4 separate regions of the Mus musculus genome follow, and all the other regions are linked to region 3. A link is a contact called in public HiChIP or PLAC-seq data. All regions are on one chromosome and are shown on one strand. Each heading gives the region's core, a stretch centred on a gene start, on an enhancer-like site or on the middle of the called end of the contact. The rest is flanking DNA. Distances are from core to core; before and after follow the strand shown.

Region 1 (3,172 bases), core at 315-2,814, 600 kb before region 3:
GTGGATGAGGGGAACTTGATGGCTGGAGGATAAAATCCCATCACAGTGACTTGAGCAAAAGCCCAACTAGCAAACGCCATTGTTTCTGAGGGTGTTTGCCAGTGCAGTGGGTGTTGGGACTGACAGAGAATCAGAATCAGAGGAAAGGGCCTTGAGCCATGCTAAGGAGTCTGAGCCAGGCAGGCAGTGGGGAGTCGTGGTTGGTGCCCAATGTGATAATGGATTCAGTGGTGTCCAGGATGGAGCCGTGCAGGATGCAGGACCTGGGATATAAGGACAGGAAGTGCTGGGTAATTCATTTCTGGCTAACAGAAGTAGGATGAGCCCAAGCTTGCACAGATACTTGCTAGAGGCAAAAGAAAGAGATGGTCCTGGAGCAAGAGGCATGAACCAGTGCAAGAGGGCCCTTCCATCTGATTTCGTCAGGGCGTTCATAGCAATGCCTTTAACCCGGTTGAGTCCAGCAGTGGCTCTAGCAGAAGTATCCCCATGCTGTGCTACGCAATGTTCAGGGTTGTTTTTGATGTTCCAGAAATTTCCAAGCCTCTATGTCCTGATGCCCTGAATAAATGAACTGATGGAGGGACTCCATGGTCACTGTAGAGGAGAGAGAAGGCCTCACCTTGGACATACATGGAGAAAGCATGCCTCATGGGGCCTGAAAACAGGAACACTCACCCACCAGCCCAGTTCCCCAAGCTGCTCTCTCTGGCTCTGTCTCCTTCGCTTACAGAAGGTCGGGGATGAGATATGAGGTAGTACTACCCTCACAAGCCCCCTGTTCCATGGCACTCAGCATGCCCCGGAGACCATTAGCACCTCTCGGGGAATATTTAACTGAAAACAATTTCTAGTCGGGATCTGTTATAATTACTAATTAGATCTGATTATAATTATCTTTCGCTGCCATCCTTTACCTGACACGCGGGGTAGTGCGACGCCTGGCAACAATTAGCAGCAAGTCTTTCCTGATACACTGGATGATTAGAGACACAATTGCAGGGTCGGGGGGAAGAACCTGGCTTATTAAAGGGAGGCCACTGTTTACCGAGGAATGTTGTGAACAAATTAGATTAAATTAATGAGAAGAAACTTGGAGAGAGGAGATGGGCTTTTTATTTTTTCTTTTTTGTCTCTGCTGATGACATCATTTGGGGGAAGGGGCTCTGTTCCCCTTTATGGTCCCCTTCTGTAACTAACCTCAGGCCTTCAAGGTTTGGGAGCCACCATCATTCGGCTAGCCCAGTCAGAGACCACTGCAATACAGTGGACCACATACGCAGTGTTATTCACTCTGTGGCTTTGGACAAGTGGCTTTGGACATGTTTGTATGAGAAAGAAGACAGTGTAAGCTAGATGCTATAGCCAATTATCTGCATGATCTCTGGGAGGGTGAAGAAAAATGTGGTGTACATAAAACAGGCCTACAAGCTTTCTTGGGGCAGAGAAAATAGGCATTTTGCAGTCTCTGGGTTCAGCTCCAAGACTGACAGAAATGGTAACTAAAGGAAGGCTTGCAGGAAGCCCCTCCCCCATGCCATTAAGGGGCTTCTCCCTCTCCAAGAGTGGCAGCTGCAAAAGAAAGGCTAACCAAGGCAGACCATCCCCCAGCAGACACACTCCCTGTGCGTGCCAGTGGGGCTTCATCAGTAAATTAAATCAGGGACTTTCCAATTAGTGTTCACTGTGAAGAGAGAAAGCTGGAAGCCTGCCGTGCATCCCAGGGAAAGTCAGCTCACCTCGCTAACCCCGAGCATCTCTGTCCATAAAAACTGCAGAGTGGACTCTGAGCTAATGCTGAAAAGCAGAGGAAAGATCCAGTCACTCTTGGGGACAGGGCCACATGGCTGTTGAGTTGTCAAAGTGGTCACTGTAGCCTGACAGATTGGGGGAAGGGGGAAGAGAGAGAATGAATGAATGAATGAATGAATGAGACTGTTGGTCTGGACTAACAGTGAAGTATCCTTGCTGCCACATGCAAGAGGGGCCAGGGCCATACCAAAGTCCATTTTCCTCCCCAGTGTGGTGCCTATACTGGGAGATATCACAAGCACACCCGGAGCTGCTAGGCAGGAGCTGCACCACACTGAATAATCTTTTCAACACAAGGCTTTAGGGCATATCTAAGTTACTTTTCTGTCGCTGTGATAAAATACCATGAACAAGACAACGTATTAAAAAAAAAAGAAACATTTAATTGGGGGCTCACAGTTTCAGAGAGTTAGAGCCTATGGCTGTCATAGTGGAACACATGGTAATAAGCAGGCACGCATGGGGCTTGAGCAATAGCGTTGAGCTCACATCTTGATGCAGAGAAAGCTGGCTGGAAATGGTGTGTGCTTTTGAAACCTCAGTGACGCATCTCCTCCAACAAAGCCATACCTCCTAAACCTTCCCAGACAACTCCACCAACTGAGGACCAAGTATTCAAATATATGAGCCTATGGGAGCCATCTTCATTCAAACTATCACAGGGGAGCTGACTTCTTACTTGGCTGCTTAGGGCTCCAAAGACCATGTGCAATTCCTACTTATGAACTTCCCAGAACAGGAGTGGTCTGCAGTGCATCTAAACCAGTGTTCTTCTCAAATATGAACAAGGAGGAAAGGAAGGTTCTGCAAAGCAGAGTAGGGTTTGCCTCAACCCTTCTCCCGTCATCCCTCTGAGTATGTCCATCCCTGTTCAGCCCTTTCTAACAGGTGATCTGCCTTGGTGACCCCCAAACCACAGCATTTTGTCACCAGAGTCTAAACATGAGTGTCTATGAGATACACACCTCACGCTTGCCCTTTCAGTGACCAGGGTCTTGGGCAGAAACCAAAGCAAAGGTTCCAAGTATTCCAATCCAATCTACTGGGCCTTGGAAGCCAGGAACTTAAGGGCAATTAATGTGCAAAGGTCTCGCACTCAGCTATGGTCTTGGCTGGTTAGACCAGCACCACCACACTGTCTCTCGGGTACTTGAGAGCAAACTTACAGAAACAGCATGTTCACAATCATGGATTCCCAAAAAGGCAGACATGTAGAGGCCTTGAGGACAACCCAGTATAGAAGCAGAGCTCCTCCCCTCCCTCAGGAGAATTATGTCTATCTCAAGACTTGCCCAGGTCTGCAGCTTCAAATCCCCAACTGCCTACACAAGCCTGATAACCTCTTCCCTGGGTGTTTACA
Region 2 (2,901 bases), core at 114-2,613, 580 kb before region 3:
ACAACTTACTATTTACTTTTCAGCTCATCTGGAATCCACAACCTATGCTTCCCTTTTTTCTCTGCCTTGTAGTCCAGAGCAGGATCCTCAGGACCAGCAACCAAAAATATCAGATCTCTCTACAGCCCAGAGCCCACCAAAGCTCATCAAGCTATCCATCCCTAAACCTGTGCAGCCCCTACCCTGCCTCATCCACCCCTTTCCCCACAAACCACAGCAAAGGTTCATCGCACACTCTCTGCTCCACTCCCAGTGGCCTGGTGTGGCATGGCTTACCATGTCCCCTCCTCTTGTGAACTGTGAATTACTACTATGGTCGTGGCTTCTACATGTGTTCATGAATACAGCCAGAAATAACCAGTGCCACATACCTCCCCAGACGACTTTTATGTCATTCCAGGTGTAGTTTACGTTCTGCTGAGACTTCCAGATGAAGGAAACCTTGGAAGTCCATTGGCCCTTTTTATCTAGGGACAGAAAACTGGGATCTTGAAGGGTGGTGCCTGGACTCAGTTGACTTCTAGCAAACTTAGAAAACCTAGGTTTTCATCTTTTGGGGGGGGGGCTCTCCCAGACAGGCTCAGATCCCTAAGGTCCCCCAAACACCACCAGATGCTATATCAGGATGCCAGGAAAAGCAGCCTCCTGGCTCTGCAGTTGGGCCATAACCTTCCAGGACCCTGACTTGGGGCCCTCAGTTTTAGAGGGTGACAAGGTACATGCTTGTTCTTTAGTTCTGATCCCCAGCTGGCTCCTCCCCATAGGTCCTTAACAGAAGAAATGTCTTTTCCATCAGCAGAGGATGTGAATAAAAGGCCATTCCTATTCTAAGGATGGTTCTGTCCCATCTCAAGTTGGCTCTGCTGCCAAAGGCCACAGATCAAAGCTTGGCGTTACCACCCAGATCCTGGGGCCAGATTCCCAAACAAATGGCTTCTCTTGGGCCTGAATCAACCCCAGGAACAATGCTTTCTCTTGGGAGATAAGTCTGCTGCTCACATCCTGGGTGGAGCCTCACTGTGAGGATGTCAAGAAAGGCCAAGGTCATCCAAGAGAGACTGGGAAGGAGTAGGGTGTTTCTACATTGGAGGTGCCTGTCCCGGGTCTTTCTGAAGATAGTCCAGCCTGACCCTCCCAGGATACAGAAGAGAAGAGGATACACCTCATCTAGTGAAGACGGGGTCAGGATCACCCTATGAGACCTATTCCAGGGTAGCATACTCAAAAGGCCACTCTCTCCCACACAAGGAAGACAGCTCAGCCAGCCTGGCACATTGCCTTTCTGGAAAGGAGACTGTGTGCCTTTCCTTGCCCAGTTCCACCCTTATTTGGACTGTCACAAGGAGAATGGCATCTGGGCCAGCTGCCAGACCCTGAAGGGCCATGCCAGGCCCGGTTCTCTGTAATACTAGGCAACTGATTTCCTGGGCTCAGTTTCCTCCTCTGAACATGAAAGAGCTGGAAGAAACACTCAGGAAGTGCTCCAGCTGTGACAGGCTGCAAACCCATGGACTGCACCTATCTTAATAGGAGGAGCAGCCTGGCCCAGGAGAACGATAGGACCCAAGCTGAGGGGCTGTCTGAGACTGACCCCCACTCCCCATCTCCTTCCAGGAGTTCAGTTCAGCCAGGCAGTTTCTTCTCCAGAACTGCAAAGACAAGGGTCATAAGCTAAATAGGACTTCTGACTTACTTACAAAGACAGAGTAGCTGGGACTACACAGTACACACACACACAACCACTCAGACAGGGTCCACAGGAAAGTCTCCAGAACTGGCAGCTTGGGATCTAAGGTCTTCAGGATTTGTCACATTGTGGTAGTTAAGCACACTGATACTGAAGCTGGGTGGCCTAAATTTGATTCCAGGCTCCACCACCCTCTAGCTATGGGATCTGAACTTAAATTGTCTGTGACCTCGTCTGTATGCTAGGAACATAGTTAGCACCCAGGTCCAAAGATGGCTGGGGCCATGAGCAAGAAACCTGTGTGGCAGGCTGAGCCTGCAGTAAATACAGCTGTTGGGACCATCATGGGTCCTCTGGGTCCTCACACCTGGCCACCTGCATTTTCTGGATGCTGTGGTAGTATCCAAACACAGTAGTCCACAGGGTCCTGCAGGCTGGCCTTCCAGCAAGTCATAATGTTGGCTCAATCTCTCCATCTCAATCTCCCCCAATGAGAAATGGGATTGATAACACCTGTTAGGGCTACCGCAGGACTCAAAAGAAGCCACACAGCAAAGTTCCTTGCAGAGCTGGTGAGATGACCTTGCATTTGCTGTCGAGCCTGACTACCTTAGCTCCTTCCCCAGGATAGAAAGAGAGAATTAATACCCACAAGTTGTCCTCTGACTCCCACATGCACACTATGACATGTGTGTGCACACACACAATACATAAACACACAAACAAATAAACAAATGTAAATAAAATAGATATCCTGTCCTGGGAATCCTGGGGGGCATCTGGTATTCTCCCTTGTTCCTCCTGTGCTTGACACAAGAATGGGTGTCACAGGGCATGCATCTGAAATGTCAGCAAATCTGCAACTCCAGGGAGGGAGGAACTGGTGATAGGAATGGGCTTAGCCCCAAGGTCAACCTTCCCTGGGGCACTCTTCCCAACCCTTCTGCAGCTTCCCGGGGGAGGGCGACTGACCTACTAAGGGCCAGAGATGCAGCCTTAACACAAACACACACACACACACACACACACCACTCACACCACTTCTTTGTTTTCTCCACCTCAAGCTCCCTACCTACTCAAGGGGCTGTCAACCTGCCACCCCCTTGTCCCTACTGGGCATATGCTAAGGTGAGTTCCAGAGACCTTGCCCAGGAAAGCAATGCTAGCTCACACGCCCCAGGCCCTCACGCTCTGTGGTATACTCTGACTACTCC
Region 3 (2,899 bases), core at 100-2,599:
TTGGTTGTCATCACAGAAGCAGTCAATGAGAAGCTCCTAAAGGTATTTTTACAAAATTACTTCAGAGAGAGAATATTTATACAAACTCCAAAGTAGGACTGAATGTTAGAAAAATGTAAAGTAGGGAATAAAGCTTACTTCACTTAAAAAGTGGAATTACTTCAAAAGGTTTTGAAGTTTAATTGAGACATGTATATATCTCTTCTGGAGTTGGCCTGGGGTGATTTTAGACTAAAGCCAAGATGATTTTTAATGGCATCCTTACAGTGATAAAGTCCTGTTCCTTTGTGTTCAAATTATGTCCCCTTCATTTTTACACCTCAAATATGTAGATGCTTACAAGTGAAATGCAACTTCTCATGTTTATAGGTTATACTCAGTTCCTTTGCTTACAACGATCTCACAAGCTAAGCCATCTTATATATCGAGGATAAATATGGGTAATAGTGACTAAAATTACCTTTCCCTTAAAAACAAAAAACCCTCAAACAGTTTAATGCTCCAGGATTACCTAGTTACAGTAAAAAGATTCAGGGCTGGGGGGTGGGGTGGGATTTTTAACCCTTTAAATTCCTGTATTTGGCTATAACTGAAATTATGGTGCAATTTAACTTCTAAATTGAATGACAAACTGCTCTCTAGAAAAACTGATTATTACCTCAACACACGCGTTAGAGTGCCTCTATTTTCACTTTCATCAGCACTGCACACTGAAAAAACCTAGCCAACTTGAAAGAAAGGGCACAGTGATATTTTTGTTTGTATTGTATAGTTTTTATACGGGTTTTCTCACTCTTTCTGGGGTAAGATCACCCAGAGGGGTTCCTTCAGTTTTACTTGCTATCCTAAATCCTAAGCAAGCCGGCTGTACACTTGAATCCACGGAAGGTGTAACCCAAACCTGAGGCTACTTCCCTGCTCTTCCAACAATAACACCACCAGTCGCACCATCTGGCCACGGGCGTGCCGTGAGCTCGACTTCCCCAGGGACCCGTCCCCGTTTCCATGCTGGCAGGGAGGGCTCTGTCCACTCGCTTGCCCACCGGGCAAAAGTGGCGCAGGCAAGGTGTACATTACATTGTGACCTGCAGGGGCTTGGGCGGCCTGTGCTCGGGCTGCGAGTTAAAGACGTCCCGAGCAACGCTGCCGAGATTTACCTTGAACGCCAGAACCTGGCAGGGAAGAAAACGCGAATCCACGCGCAGCGGCCGAGGGAAAGAGCGTGGGCTCCGCTGCACCCTGTCCCAGGAAAGGTCCACCGCTCCGGCTCCGTGATCCTCACCAGCCTCGGCCGCCGCTGCCCAGGGTCTAGCAGTCGCGGCTCACCCCGGAACGCTGTTTCCCACTCGCGCAGGCGCACGACACCTCCACGTTCAGCGTAGTCGTTAACGGTCCGCTGTTCAAGTTTAAATCCCGAAGAGAGCCCACGCCTTTGGCTCCGCCCACCATCTCTCTCGTTGGTCCAGAGGCCAGACGTTCTCCACGTCTACATAACGATTGGTGCACATTTTCTCTAAGCCCTCCCCAACCTCGGGCCCGGAAGCGGGGTTTGGGGCGTGGAGCTGAAGTGGGAACCCGCCGGACCGTGGCGCGGAATCTGTTTCTTGGTCGTGTGGGTGTTAGTCTGGCGGTTAGGCAACGGGCTGGCCCTGCTCCGTGCCGCAGCCGCTCTTGGCTGTGGCCGGCGGCGTCGGAGGGTAGCGGAGGGGAGGGTTCTGGGGCGTGGCTGGCCCGGCTCGTGAGTCGGTCTCCACTGCAACCCGCGATAGGACCGCCCGACCAATTCCAGCTGCAGCGGTCCCCGCGGCACGGTATGCACTCTTCCAGAACGCACTATTATTGCCCTCCTTTTCTAGCGTACTGTTAACAAAATAGTATAATAAAAATATTACATGTATGTCTGACGTTTACAATGATTTGTGTACTTACAAAGAAAAAAAAAGGGACCCTAGTGCTTTGGGGACTACTGAGGGTAAGATCGGAAAAGAGGCCCCCATCCCCCGTACTTTAACTTTCTACATCAAATACAAATAGGTGTTTATTTCTTAATATATAGAAAGCTGGGTTGTTAAGATAGCTCTGGGGTTAAGAGCACGGGTTGCTCTTCCATAGGTCCTGAGTTCAATTCCTAGTAATCACATAGTTGCACATGGTTGGCTCATAAAGGGATCTTATGCTCTCTTCTGGGAGCGGGTGTTCATCAGACAGAGCACTCATACGTACCCCCACCCCTCAAATGCTAGAATGCTTAAATCTTCCAAACAATTCTTTTTTTGTTGAGGTTTTTTTTTTTTTTTTTTGCTTTTTGAGACAGGGTTTCTCTGTATATCCCTGGCTGTCCTGGAATTTACTTTGTAGACCAGGCTGGCCTCAAACTCAGAAATCCACCTGCCTCTGCCTCTTATCACTTGCCTACTTAGCTTTTTAATCAGGGCCCTTGCTCTACCTCTGAGGCAGTTAAGAATTTATGAAAACTGAATGACTACCCCTTGATGGACAATGTGACACTACTTTATTACACACATTCTTAGGACAAATATCCTGCTTTCATGTAATGCTTGTATGGAATTTCCTTTAGCATGGAACCTCCAGCTAATGTGTCTTAAGCAAGGTTAGATGATTCATTTTCTTACCTACTTTTGGACATTCAGCTTCATTTCTATACCTCAAAGTTAGGAGCTTGCCATGTAGCCCAGGCTGGCCTTGATGTAGGCAGATGGCAGACTCAGATTTGAGAAACAGAACAAAGGTAGGCAGTAGAGATGAGCTTAAGAGGTAGGTCATGTAGGCCAATGGGAGCAAATCTGACTTTAGCCAAAGAACTATGGAACTGGGTATCTGAAGCAGAATTGGGGCATGCTATGAAATACTCAGGTTTATTCTTGAAATTATTTTCTTT
Region 4 (3,163 bases), core at 9-2,508, 860 kb after region 3:
CAGAATTTTAACATTTTGATGTGTCAGGTTGAGACAAGTAGTTTCCTTCTGCATAGAATTCAGGGTATTGTGCAGGACCCTTCCAGGGCATTAGCCACCAGATCTTAGATTTGAGTCTCTCAGCCATGAGTCCCCATTTCAAAGTTTTTATGGAAAGTGCAGCAAAAGCTAAAACTTTGAGTTCCTGGAAGCAGTTACTAAACACAGAGATATACAAATTCTCTGTTTTTCTGGTTTTGGATTATTTGTTGTTGTTGTTGTTTTTGTTGTTGTTGTTGTTGTTGTTGTTGTTGTTGTTGTTGTTATTGTTAAAAGCTCAAACCAGACAACATATTGCTGATACAAAGAACTTGCTGACAGGAGCTTGGTATAACTGTCCACTGAGAGGCTCTGACAGAGCCTGACATATACAAAAGCTGATACACTTAGCCAAATATCTGAATGAGCACGGGGACCCCAGTGGAGAAGTTAGGGCAAGAACTGAAGGAGTTGAATGGATTTGTAATCCCATAGGAAGAACAATATCAACCAAACCTCATAGGGACTAAACCACCAACCAAAGAGTACACACAAAGCAACCCATGGCTCCATTTGGATATGTAGCAGAGGATGGACTTATCTGGCATCAATGGAGGGGAGCCCCTTGGTGGAAGCTTCATGACTCTGTGTAAGGGAATTCTAGGACACTGAGGCAGGAGTGGGTAGGTGGGAGAGAACTCTCATAGAGGCAGGGGAGGGGGAGGGATGCGGCATTGGGGAGAGAGAAACTGAGAAAGTGGATAATATATGAAATGTAAATAAGTGAAATAACCAATTTTACAAAAAATAAAAAGTAAATAAAAGAATTTATTTCAGTTTGATATTCTTAAAAAGGAGAACAGAAGTATGTGGATACTGGGAATATCGGGCCTTATCTAGAGTTTCAAAGGTCACTAGTGCTCAAGATTTCCCTGAGCATCCTTTCCCATAAAAAGTATCTGCAGGCAATTTTCCTTGTGGCCATCAGATTGCACTGCAGTTTCCTGAAAAGACATGGGAACACCAGAGGGAAGATTAACTCTGACTCCGTTGTCCCTGAATTTAAGTTTCCCTTAGTGGATGCTTTCCAGATGATTTGTTATAACACCATGACGTTTGGAAAAAATCTGTGGTATCTATGCCCCCCCTGGCTATATGCTCAGTCAATTTCTGGGAAAACCTCTGTCTGCCCTTCCTAACCTAGGCTACAATATAAACTTGCCTTGCCTATATGGGACCTGAGCACTCTGTCCTCTCCTCTGATGCATTCTGGTCTGCAGATCAATCTCACTGCAATGGGAAAGCACATCTTGCAGCTCCTGCTGGTCCTGTCTTTGCTGGTGATGTCCTCGCAAGGTAAGATCCTGGCAGATGATTGTGGTCGATACTGGTGGGCAGACAGACTGCTGCAACACATTAGGGGATTTTGGAGATGTGGGGAGTAGAAACTAAGATAACATTAGAACTTACCATTCTTCATTCCCATATCCATATCCACTTCCTCCCCTTGCTTCTGCTGTGCACACTCAAAGATGCTTTCTTGTCCTTCTCTCTGTACTTTCTTTGGCTCCCTGTTGCCCTCTTCTTCTTCTGATCCTCCCCACCTTCCTTCATATCTGATCTCTGGAATACATATCTTCAGTTCCTCAAGTTTACATGCAAATTGGCCTAAACTTGGATTGGAAGTGAGAAACAAAGGTCATTGCCAGGATGAAAATAATGAAAAAAAATGATTTATCCAATCTGGCATGATAGAATACTATGTTTTAAAAACAGGATTCCTTTGAGAATTTTCTGTAGGAGATATTCTTCCCTTTGCTGTATGTGCCAATGAATACAATCTTAACTGACAATGTCAAAATCTGGACCCTTTCTGCCATCTCTCTCTTTTAGATGCCTCACAAACCTAATGCTGTGTGATGCATTAGGCATCCTACATCAGAGCTTTGATTCTCATTCTGATAACTTGATCCATTCTCATAGTTTGAGGTTGGGGAACCTTCCATCTCTTCTCCAACTTTCCCTTTTCAGAGTCCTTTGATCATGAACCTTCATGAAAGTGTTAGCTCAGCATGTACTCAGCTCATTTCCTGGCTATTGCTTATTTATTTGCCATATCTACATGCTCAGCTCCCATTGGTGCTTGAGTTTGCTATCTGAATGAGTCTCTTACACTGGATTTTTTTTCTTTTCAGCTTTGACATGTATCACGTGTGATAGGATCAATTCTCAGGGGATTTGTGAGAGTGGAGAAGGTTGCTGTCAGGCTAAACCTGGAGAGAAATGTGCCTCGCTCATAACCCTTAAAGGTATGTAAGGCCTGGGACCTCTGAGAGTCATCTTCCTTGCCCTACAATGATGAATCCAGCTCCAGGATACTGATGGCAAATGCAGATACTGAAGGAAAATGTCTTTGCCAGGAAGAGTAGGAGAGACAGGCCCTTTTGCTTTTGGTAATGGCTGTCACTGAATATTGGTCAGACAAACAAATGAATTATGAAGACAAAATTGTTTTGAAATGTATCTGGAAGATCTTCGGGGAATTTCTGGGTGAATATATAGTCTGATATGGTAGGAATTAGAGTCTAAAATTCCACTCAGCACTTTTAGGAATTGAGTCCTACCTGAGGGTTAGGTTAGGGTTTGAGGAATAGTGTCCCAGAGAGTCCTCCTCAGATATGCTTGTATTTCTGATGTGACTCTATACTGACTCACTCTTTCCACTGATATTTATATTTTGTTTCATGATTTTCTTCCTCTCCAGATGGCAAAATTCAGTTTGGAAACCAAAGATGTGCTAACATTTGCTTCACTGGGACTGTGCAGACTGGAGATCAAACAGTAAAAATGAAGTGCTGCAAGAAAAGGTCTTTCTGCAATGAACTATAAATCTGACACTTAATTGCAGTGTTGGATTTTAGGTGAGCCTGTATTAGTTCCCTGTGCATCTGTAACGTCATAACCCTGGCAGTCTATTGCCCACACTATGCAAACATAGCAGTTGCATGCACTTAGAATTAGCTGTTGATATGTCACAAGTTCAATAGGCTAGAGAGATGTTCCCTGCTTCCCACATCCCCCCCCCCAGTACTTCCTCATTCTCACATTATGATTCCCTTCCCTTTTCCCCTATGTCCCTCCAACA

The links. HiChIP or PLAC-seq counts read pairs in DNA pulled down with a chosen protein or histone mark.
Region 1: a contact with region 3 is called in an H3K4me3 HiChIP or PLAC-seq map of stem cell-derived neural progenitor cells, with 8 times the contacts expected there. The contact joins the enhancer-like site here to the promoter of Hyls1 in region 3. A contact is called at or near these places in 3 of 39 promoter capture datasets (the C10 cell line, liver and pre-B cells), 3 of 115 datasets of contacts at active chromatin or transcription factors (bone marrow-derived macrophages, pro-B cells and stem cell-derived neural progenitor cells) and 1 of 9 other capture datasets (liver).
Region 2: a contact with region 3 is called in a FOXA1 HiChIP or PLAC-seq map of pancreatic cancer cells. The contact joins the enhancer-like site here to the promoter of Hyls1 in region 3. A contact is called at or near these places in 4 of 39 promoter capture datasets (the C10 cell line, liver and pre-B cells), 2 of 115 datasets of contacts at active chromatin or transcription factors (embryonic stem cells and pancreatic cancer cells) and 1 of 9 other capture datasets (liver).
Region 4: a contact with region 3 is called in an H3K4me3 HiChIP or PLAC-seq map of embryonic stem cells, with 14 read pairs. The contact joins the promoter of Pate12 here to the promoter of Hyls1 in region 3. A contact is called at or near these places in 2 of 39 promoter capture datasets (embryonic stem cells and hippocampal neurons), 1 of 484 Hi-C or Micro-C datasets (Sertoli cells), 4 of 115 datasets of contacts at active chromatin or transcription factors (embryonic stem cells and stem cell-derived neural progenitor cells) and 1 of 9 other capture datasets (embryonic stem cells).

Annotation. Positions count from the first base shown.
Region 1 is chr9:34,963,592-34,966,763 of GRCm38.p6, forward strand. All of the region lies in intron 4 of Kirrel3 (kirre like nephrin family adhesion molecule 3), which reads left to right. All of the region lies in intron 8 of Kirrel3os (a long non-coding RNA gene), which reads right to left. Among named protein-coding and RNA genes, the nearest start is that of Kirrel3os, 43 kb to the right of the region's middle. Within about 2 kb of position 1,565, at least 18 of the 459 cell types and tissues checked have an H3K27ac peak or open chromatin away from gene starts, as enhancers often do. A contact at or near this core is called in stem cell-derived neural progenitor cells, where this site is marked.
Region 2 is chr9:34,992,683-34,995,583 of GRCm38.p6, forward strand. The region is part of intron 5 of Kirrel3 (kirre like nephrin family adhesion molecule 3); the gene reads left to right. All of the region lies in intron 3 of Kirrel3os (a long non-coding RNA gene), which reads right to left. Among named protein-coding and RNA genes, the nearest start is that of Kirrel3os, 14 kb to the right of the region's middle. Within about 2 kb of position 1,364, at least 141 of the 459 cell types and tissues checked have an H3K27ac peak or open chromatin away from gene starts, as enhancers often do. A contact at or near this core is called in embryonic stem cells, liver and pancreatic cancer cells, where this site is marked.
Region 3 is chr9:35,568,720-35,571,618 of GRCm38.p6, forward strand. It overlaps Hyls1 (HYLS1, centriolar and ciliogenesis associated), which reads right to left and starts at 1,350. Exons shown (of 4, transcript NM_029762.1): 1 at 1,158-1,350.
Region 4 is chr9:36,430,571-36,433,733 of GRCm38.p6, forward strand. It overlaps Pate12 (prostate and testis expressed 12), which reads left to right and starts at 1,259. Exons shown (of 4, transcript NM_001167586.2): 1 at 1,259-1,374; 2 at 2,214-2,327; 3 at 2,783-2,939. The coding sequence starts at 1,314. The coding sequence ends at 2,907.